2 separate regions of the Dromaius novaehollandiae genome follow, and region 1 is linked to region 2. Evidence: chromatin contacts called from public Hi-C data. All regions are on one chromosome and are shown on one strand. The core of a region is the stretch at or near the end of the contact, and the rest is flanking DNA. Distances in the headings are between cores, read along the strand shown. Region 1 has its middle 29 kb from the start of KICS2. Region 2 holds the start of SRGAP1 (SLIT-ROBO Rho GTPase activating protein 1).

Region 1 (3,525 bases), core at 896-3,395, 150 kb after region 2:
TTCCATGAACTTGGCTCTTGGAGGGAAAAAAAAATACAATATATGAAAGGAGAGCTAGATCAATAATTTAGCACTCTAAAGTCCAAGTAGCTAACACAGCTCGATTACAGTTAAAAAAAAACCAAAAAAAAACAAAACCCAGTTCTGCTCACTTGCACATGCCACTACGTGTAATGCGCGCTTGCCAGTCTCAGCCGTTCCCAATAAAACCAGCTGACCCTCGTTTTTTGCGCCCGGTTCTGCAGCGAACTGTGTCCGCGGGCCACGAATGCCCACGGGCAGCGCGTCCGCGTGTTCCCCCCCCTGCACTGCTGAGGCCCCCAGCAGATTTGGGGCAAGTTACCCACCCCAGGCGGAGAGCGGCCACTTGCGTCTGGGCTTTGCTTCCTTGTTTGTTTGTTTGATTAACAAACGGTACTGCTTTTTTCCAAGAGCGTAGCAATGGCATAACAGCACGAAGTACAAAGGGAAACAAATCCAACTCTAAAACACAGAGAACGAAAAATTACGCTGTTCGAAGGAGGTCGCACACCTGGGGGGCTGAAATCAATACTGGGTACACTCAGTGCGGCAGCAGGGCTAAGCCGAAACCAAACGCCGTCTGCTGTTATTTCCGTGGGGCATATTGATTCCTTGCTTAATATCTCCTGCGTGCATTTTCAGTCTCACACATCTGAAGCTATAAACACTGACCATGCAACATAACAAAGTAATTTCCATTTATCTGACTGAAGTACTTTCCAGGAGAGTCAAATCACCGAGACCAACTCTGCTCTATAGGGGAATAAAACAGGCATTGAAATAGTCATTTTTCTAACAGTGGCTTTTTGATTGCAATGAAATCACATTAATATGGAGATTGTTACCATAGTCATGAACTACGAATTTTAAGCGTGCTAAAGGTAGGAAACATCTAAAATTCCCTGCCAACTTTGACCAAGAAATCATGCTGAATATTGTAAAACGCTTCACTGACCAGCACAATACATTGGCTCCGTTTTTAATTGTTATTTTTTTCCTGCCCCAAGTGTTTGCAGAGCTACCCATTGCCAAGGCACAGCAACATGACAGTTAAAAATCAGCAAGGCGAATACAACAGTTCTCCACCAAGACTCTCGCATCTGAGCAGAATTTCGTTTTGACAGTTTTCTCAGCTCTGTAATTGGCTCTTCTTGAACACTGCTCCGAGAACTTGTCAAAAATTCATTTCAGACCTATTGTCAAGACATTTTTTTTTGCTGTTAAACACAACGTAAGACTTACATTACCGTTAAGTTGAATTTATTCTGAACAAAATTGGTTTATATGAAAGGTTACAGTCAACAACTGAAACACTGCCAGTCAGAGGCTACCAAACCACATCGTAAGTTGTGAATGTTCTTCCATTCTCCTTCTAAAACTAAAAAATAATATACATATGTAATGATTACAGTGATGTTATTGTTACACCTCAATCCTTCAAAATGCTCTAAATAATAAAAATATACTTCATCAAGTACTGGAAGTTTAGGGATAGTTACATTTCTTATGTACCATAGACCTAAATGCCATTCATATCCGTGTTTATCCATAAGTAATTATTATGATCCTATGTACAGGATTCATACACTCCTGTGTATTCATTGCAACTTACATGTACAGTGAAGCAGTAGCCAATTTACAAGCTTTCCTGTAGAAACCCGATTTCTTTTGTATCTGTACTGTAATATTAGGTCTCAGTTTTGACCTCTGTAGAAATAACTTGATTTTCTGTTTACAAGTCAACATTACTGGTAATTGCTGTTTCAGTGTTTTTACTTTTTCCTGTTTTAGAGGTCTATCAATAGTCTCAAGTATTTCCATGCAATTTTTGCAGGCACTACAGCTCCACCTCTAATATCAGGTATATTTATTGTTACTCTAACGTAAATTCAACTTTTTCATAAATATATCCAGCAATGTTACTCATTACATGTAATGTGTTTATCATTTTTAGTTAAATAAAATTTTGATGAGAATGCAATTCCTGCAGATACTTCAGCTTTCTCTCAGTATTTCCATTTTTTTGAGACAACAAATGAGCAGCTGTCTCAGGTCTTACAAATTTCCCAACGGCTGCCAGCTGCTGCTACAAATCAACTGAGAAGCAGGACTCGGTGGGCGACGGCGCTGCTCCGGCCCGCTGAAGCACCGGCCGAGCTCTGCAGCCACCTCGCTGACAGCTCTGGTCTTTGCAGCCTCAGGGAGCCTTTTTTCCCCTCCAGTCACCTAAATGAGACCGTGCATGAGAGCAACCAAGTCTGCACGTGTACCGGGATACCACACGCATCCCAAATAGTGCCATCTAGAATAACGCAGGATTCAAACGCCGCAGGAGCCAGCCCCCACCTTGCTCCTGCACAGCCTCACTCCCTCGGAGGAGGGCTGCAGGTGAACGCGCAGCCTGCGACATCCCTACGAAGCCACTCGAGTGGCAGAGGTTGTCCCCGAGGCTCTTCTTGTTTGCTAAAATCATACGTGAAAGCCTCCAGCGCCGGCAGCGGCTCAGGTTTCACCCGGCGTGTAAGACATCTGCTTGTTCGAAGTAGTAGAGCTGTTATCCTCAGCTGATTAAAGGAAGGATCCCAGTATCAAACAAAAACGTTAGGCAGAAAACCCAGGTTTGTATGTGGCAGGAAACCTCCCAGAACAAGGCAGTGCAATTTTGCGAAAGGAAATATAAATCACTTTGTCATTAAGCCTATGTGCAGGCATATTTTTCAGTGTTGCTCATACTACAGTGAATAACAGTCAAGGATAATCTGGTTTGTTCGTAACTTCTGTCAAGATAGTGCTGAAGGAAGATAGGTGCCCTCCTCTCCTCGAGCATTTGTAATTCAATCCTGGTCTCTTGGAAATGTTTTTCTTTACGTCTATCAGCTGCGCAGCCATAAACTATGGTGAAGAAACGCCGAACAGCCCCTTCCTGGCTGTAGCATTTAATAGATACAGATGTCCCACTCTGCAAATGGCAAAGGTTAAGTGGGGAAGGGCCGGAATATGGGATGCTCTGAAGATGATGGGAAGAACATTGGTAACAGGACAGTGAGCCTGGTTATTCTGGTAGAGTGGTAAAAATATGCTGTGACCGAGACTAGGACTTGACCCATTATCATTTAAGATGACAGAACTCTCTTCTTCCCTGCATCATTCATAAAGTGTTCAAATTCTGGATAAATGTCTACTGCTAGTGCAGTATAATTATTTTTAGTAGCTCTGCCTCTCCCCAGCAGATTTGTTAGAGACAGAGATATAAGCTGCATCTCACAGGATAACGCCAGCCCAGCCAAACACATGCACGAACAAAAATACAGCACATCAACATGTATAAATATCAGTGCAAAAGAAGAAAAAACCCCAGAGATGTGTCTGCATGCAAGCTGCACTGAAAACAGGACACATTTATTGTGGTGGGTAAAGCCAAGGTGGGTGAAAGCCATCCCTTTGCAACTGCTGCTTTAGTCCATTGAGGCTTAGGATTTTTCCTTCCTAATCTCCACCTTCCCT
Region 2 (3,840 bases), core at 526-3,025:
TGCAAAGGATAGAGGTACACTGACCACTGAAGTGCTGAGGCGTGGAAGTGAGCGACTGCGATGTTAAAGCAACGGGTTTATAAGAATTAAATGTAAACCAGGTAAGAATGTCAGCATTAGTATGGTAACTGGCATTTACCTCCAGGCGCCAGATCCCTGTAGCAGTAAAACTCAAGTGCAGCCAAATTACTGGGTAGCTGGTTTAAACTTTCCCAGAAGCAGATGATCCCATTATTCCCTCCTGTTTGTCCTGAAGGACCAGGTCCTGGCCTTGTCAGGACTAGCTGTCTGGGACAGGAGCTTTCGCATTTTATTTCTTTGGGCACTTGTGCCACACTAATCACACAGTAGCCACCTGGGTTGTCTTCTGAAAGTCCTTGTGAACAGTTTGCAACTTTGTCTAATCACTCCTGGACATACGTGAAGGCACCGGAGCCCTGTTTGCCTCCAGAACTGATTGACTTTAACTCCTTAGAGATGAGGAGCTCAAAGTCTGCATCTATGGCCTTGGCTTTTGGCTTCGACTCCACGAAGGCAGCCACACTCTTTGCTTGTCATAGGACAGCCGCCTTCTTCCCCCCCATGCTTTCTGCTTCACCTTTCTTAGCAAGCTCTTCTTGGGCAAAGGCTGGCTTTCAGGACAGGGAGGAGAAGGAAAAGGGGTTGTGTGACCTGAGTCATGTCTGACTTTTCTTGCAGGTGGGTCCAGGCTGAGCGCTGGCACCCGACAAGCACTCTGCTACAGGGTTTGCTAACGGGCACGCTCAGCTCCTGGCACCGCAGCCGCGGCCCTGTCCGCGGAGCTGCCAGCTGCCTCGCACCTCACGACCTCGCAGGGGCTGAGCCAGGCGCTGAGGCTGCCCCCACGCTGGAGTCCCTGACAACATGGATGCGCCTGGGCCACCTCTCCTCCTTGGTGACTTGCCCCACACTCCGACCCAGAGCTCCTCACTGCCGGGCTCCTCCTGCCCTTCCAGACTGTCGCCCACTTACTACCGTGTGTTTCGCACCAGCCCTGGCTTCGTGGGGTGGACTGCACACCACCACCACACCCGTCTGAGGTGTACTGATCTAACGCTAGCGTCCTACTGGGTGACCCCCTCGCATGTGCCACACAACACTTCACAGGAGCAGGACTTCTGATGTCCTCCCGCCCTGTTCTGTTTGTTCCCCCATGTAAAGTGTGTGGAATGCCCCGCACAAGGGCTGACAGCAGCCCTGCTCTTGAATCAGCTTCATCAGAAGGGGAGCACCAACATGAAGCCGACGCAGAGGGAAAAAAACAGGCAAGGATAAGGGAACGAGCTCTGCTTAGGGACAAGCGCTGGCCGCAGTCACATCTTGGTGCTGCCATGCCACCGGCCCCTCTCGGGCCTGGGGTGCTCGGGTGGCCCAGCCCCGGTCAGCGCGAACGACACGAAACCACGGGCTGCCCTCACACAGGAGCAGTGCAAAGCCACGGGCTGCCCTCAGAGAGACGGGGAAGCAAAACGCGACCCCCGAGGGAAACCCCCCTCCGGCCTGCCCCTCGTCCTCCGCCCTGCCACGGGGCTTTCCGGCGGGGGCACCGTGTGGGCTCAACTCCCCACGCCGGCAGCCGGGGCTCGCCGCCGCCGCCTCACGGCCGCCTCACCCCCCTTGCGCAGAGGGCGCCCGGCGCCGCACGCTGCCGTGTCCCTCCGGTCCCCGCCGCGGCCTCCCGCCGCGGGGCGCCGGGCCCGGCCCCGGTCTGGGCGGCGGCCGCGGGCCGGGGGAAGGCGGAGCGGGCGCCGCCGGGGAAGAGGCGAGCGCGGCGGCAGGAAGGGAGGAGAGAGCGGCCGAGGAGGGCGGGGAGAAGTTTATTCCCGGAGACACCTCTCCGGGGCGCGGCGGGGGTGCAGCTCCGCGCCGGCCGCCGCTGGGGCTGCGGCGTCGGGACATGCGCCTCCGCGGCGCGGCGCGGCGTTAGTCACGGCGGGGGGCTGGGGACGTCGCCACCCCGCGGAGCGCCGCGGCGGCAGTAGCTGGTGCCTCTGGCGTGCGGACCGCGCTGCCCGCCCCGCTCCCTTCCCCGCCCGCGGGCGCGCGAGGCGGCGCTGACAATGGCGGGGCGCAGCTGCCGCGCCCCCGCCCTCGCCTAGCGGCAGCGGGCGCCCCGCGGCCGCCGGCAGCTCCCCCGCCGCCCCGCCCTGCGGCGGCTCCGCGCCGCGGACCGCGCTGCTGCTGCTGCTGCTGCTGCTGCTGCTGGCGGCGGTGCCGGGAGGCGATGGTGCCCGCGCCGGGGTTAGCCTGATCGCCACCTCGCCGTTGCCTCACCGCCGCTGGTGCCGGCGGCGCTCCCCCGGGGCCAGCCGCGCTCCGCCGCCCCGGCCGCCTCCCTGCCTGCCTCCCTCCGTCGCTCGCCCGGGCTCGTGGCGACCTGACACAACTTGAGAGCCTTCCCAGAAAGATAACACAGAGAGGCAGCGGAGAGGCGGAAGAAGCAAGTGGATAATGTCAACCCCGAGCAGATTCAAGAAGGACAAAGAGATAATAGCCGAGTATGAAAGTCAAGTGAAAGGTAAGCGGGGGCGCGGGGGGCGTCTCCACTCCCCGGGGGGTCGGCGCCGAGGGGCGGCGGCCTCTCCCCTGGGGGCTGCGGGCCGCCGCCGTCCGGGCGGCCGCTCCGGGCTGCCTGAACTTCGGCGTAGCGGCGGCAGAGCCCGGGGGGCGGCGGCCGTCGCCCCGCTCCCCCAGCGGCGCCGGCTTCTGTGAGGGAGCGGGGTGGGGGCCAGCGGCGGTTAACGGCCGGCGGCGGCGGCGGTTAACGGCCGCCCGGCCCGGCGCGAGCACCTTGCCTCCATCGATGGAGCTCGGTAACGTCAAAAAAGAAGAAAAAAAAAAAAAAAGGAGAGGAGAAAAAAAAAGAGAGAGAGAGGAGAAAAGGCTTGGCAGTGAAACCGAAGCAAGAGACAATAGTAAGCCATGCCCCTTTCTGAAGGCACATGGCTGTTTTCCCCCCATCCTTCCCTTAGGATTATACTTTCAGTGCTGGGCTATAGACGTTGGCTAATAAAGAAATATTGCTGGCTATTGAATGAGCCTTTTCAGCAATCCCAGGAAGTATTTCAGCCTCCCATCGCCTGGCTGTATTGCATCCAACTATTGTGCCGAGGGCAGTGCCGGCAGAGCCCAGCTTTCGCCGCTAACGTTCCCCAACCCGTTTGGTTTCCTTGCTTATCCTTCCCTACGGTGCAAACGGCCTTGGGTGGCACGGAGGATGAGAAAGTAATGCCGTGGGCGGTGGGGCGTGTGCGTGTCGCTACGCGTCCTTCTCTTCTCGATGCTCTTGGTGAATATATTGCATAATACACAAATTACACCGAATTTAAACTTCAAGGATGGACGTGGACCTGATATGCGGTGTTTAAAAGCTCTATAATGCTTGAACTCTGCTTACTAAAAGGACGTGGGTGTGCTCTTCTAGCACCTCGTGAGGGCCCTGCGCGCCACTGCCAGGGGTCTGTGCCGCACAGAGACCGCGGGTGTCCCCGCACGGAGCTCACCGGGCTTTGGGAGCCCTCCGCCCAGTATGTGGGGGCTGCGGCCGCCAGGCCACGGGGTCTGGAAGGGGGTGGGAGGAACGAGACCTCAGCTGTTCAAAGATCTGATCAAAGACTTTCTATAATTTCACAGTATTTTTTTCCTCCTGCTTGATCCTACTGTGAGATCAGATTTCCAAGACAAATCTCGGGTTTTCTCTGGCTTTTTTTCTTAAAAGGAAAGGGGTAGTTTTTCAGTTTTCTGCCTTCTTCCTAAGCTTAACTTTTTTTGAAGATTACCTGTTTTACGAATGAAAGCCTTTTGGGTCCAGGAAAGGAT

The links. Hi-C and Micro-C count contacts between places; a contact is called where the count stands out from the background.
Region 1: a contact with region 2 is called in a Hi-C map of liver, with 4 times the contacts expected there. The contact joins the enhancer-like site here to the promoter of SRGAP1 in region 2. A contact is called at or near these places in 3 of 4 Hi-C or Micro-C datasets (brain, liver and ovary).

What each region holds. Positions count from the first base shown.
Region 1 is chr1:33,923,551-33,927,075 of bDroNov1.hap1, forward strand. No RefSeq gene overlaps it. Among named protein-coding and RNA genes, the nearest start is that of KICS2, 29 kb to the right of the region's middle. Within about 2 kb of position 2,146, at least 1 of the 2 cell types and tissues checked has open chromatin away from gene starts, as enhancers often do.
Region 2 is chr1:33,772,598-33,776,437 of bDroNov1.hap1, forward strand. It overlaps SRGAP1 (SLIT-ROBO Rho GTPase activating protein 1), which reads left to right and starts at 1,776. Exons shown (of 22, transcript XM_026092363.2): 1 at 1,776-2,539. The coding sequence starts at 2,473.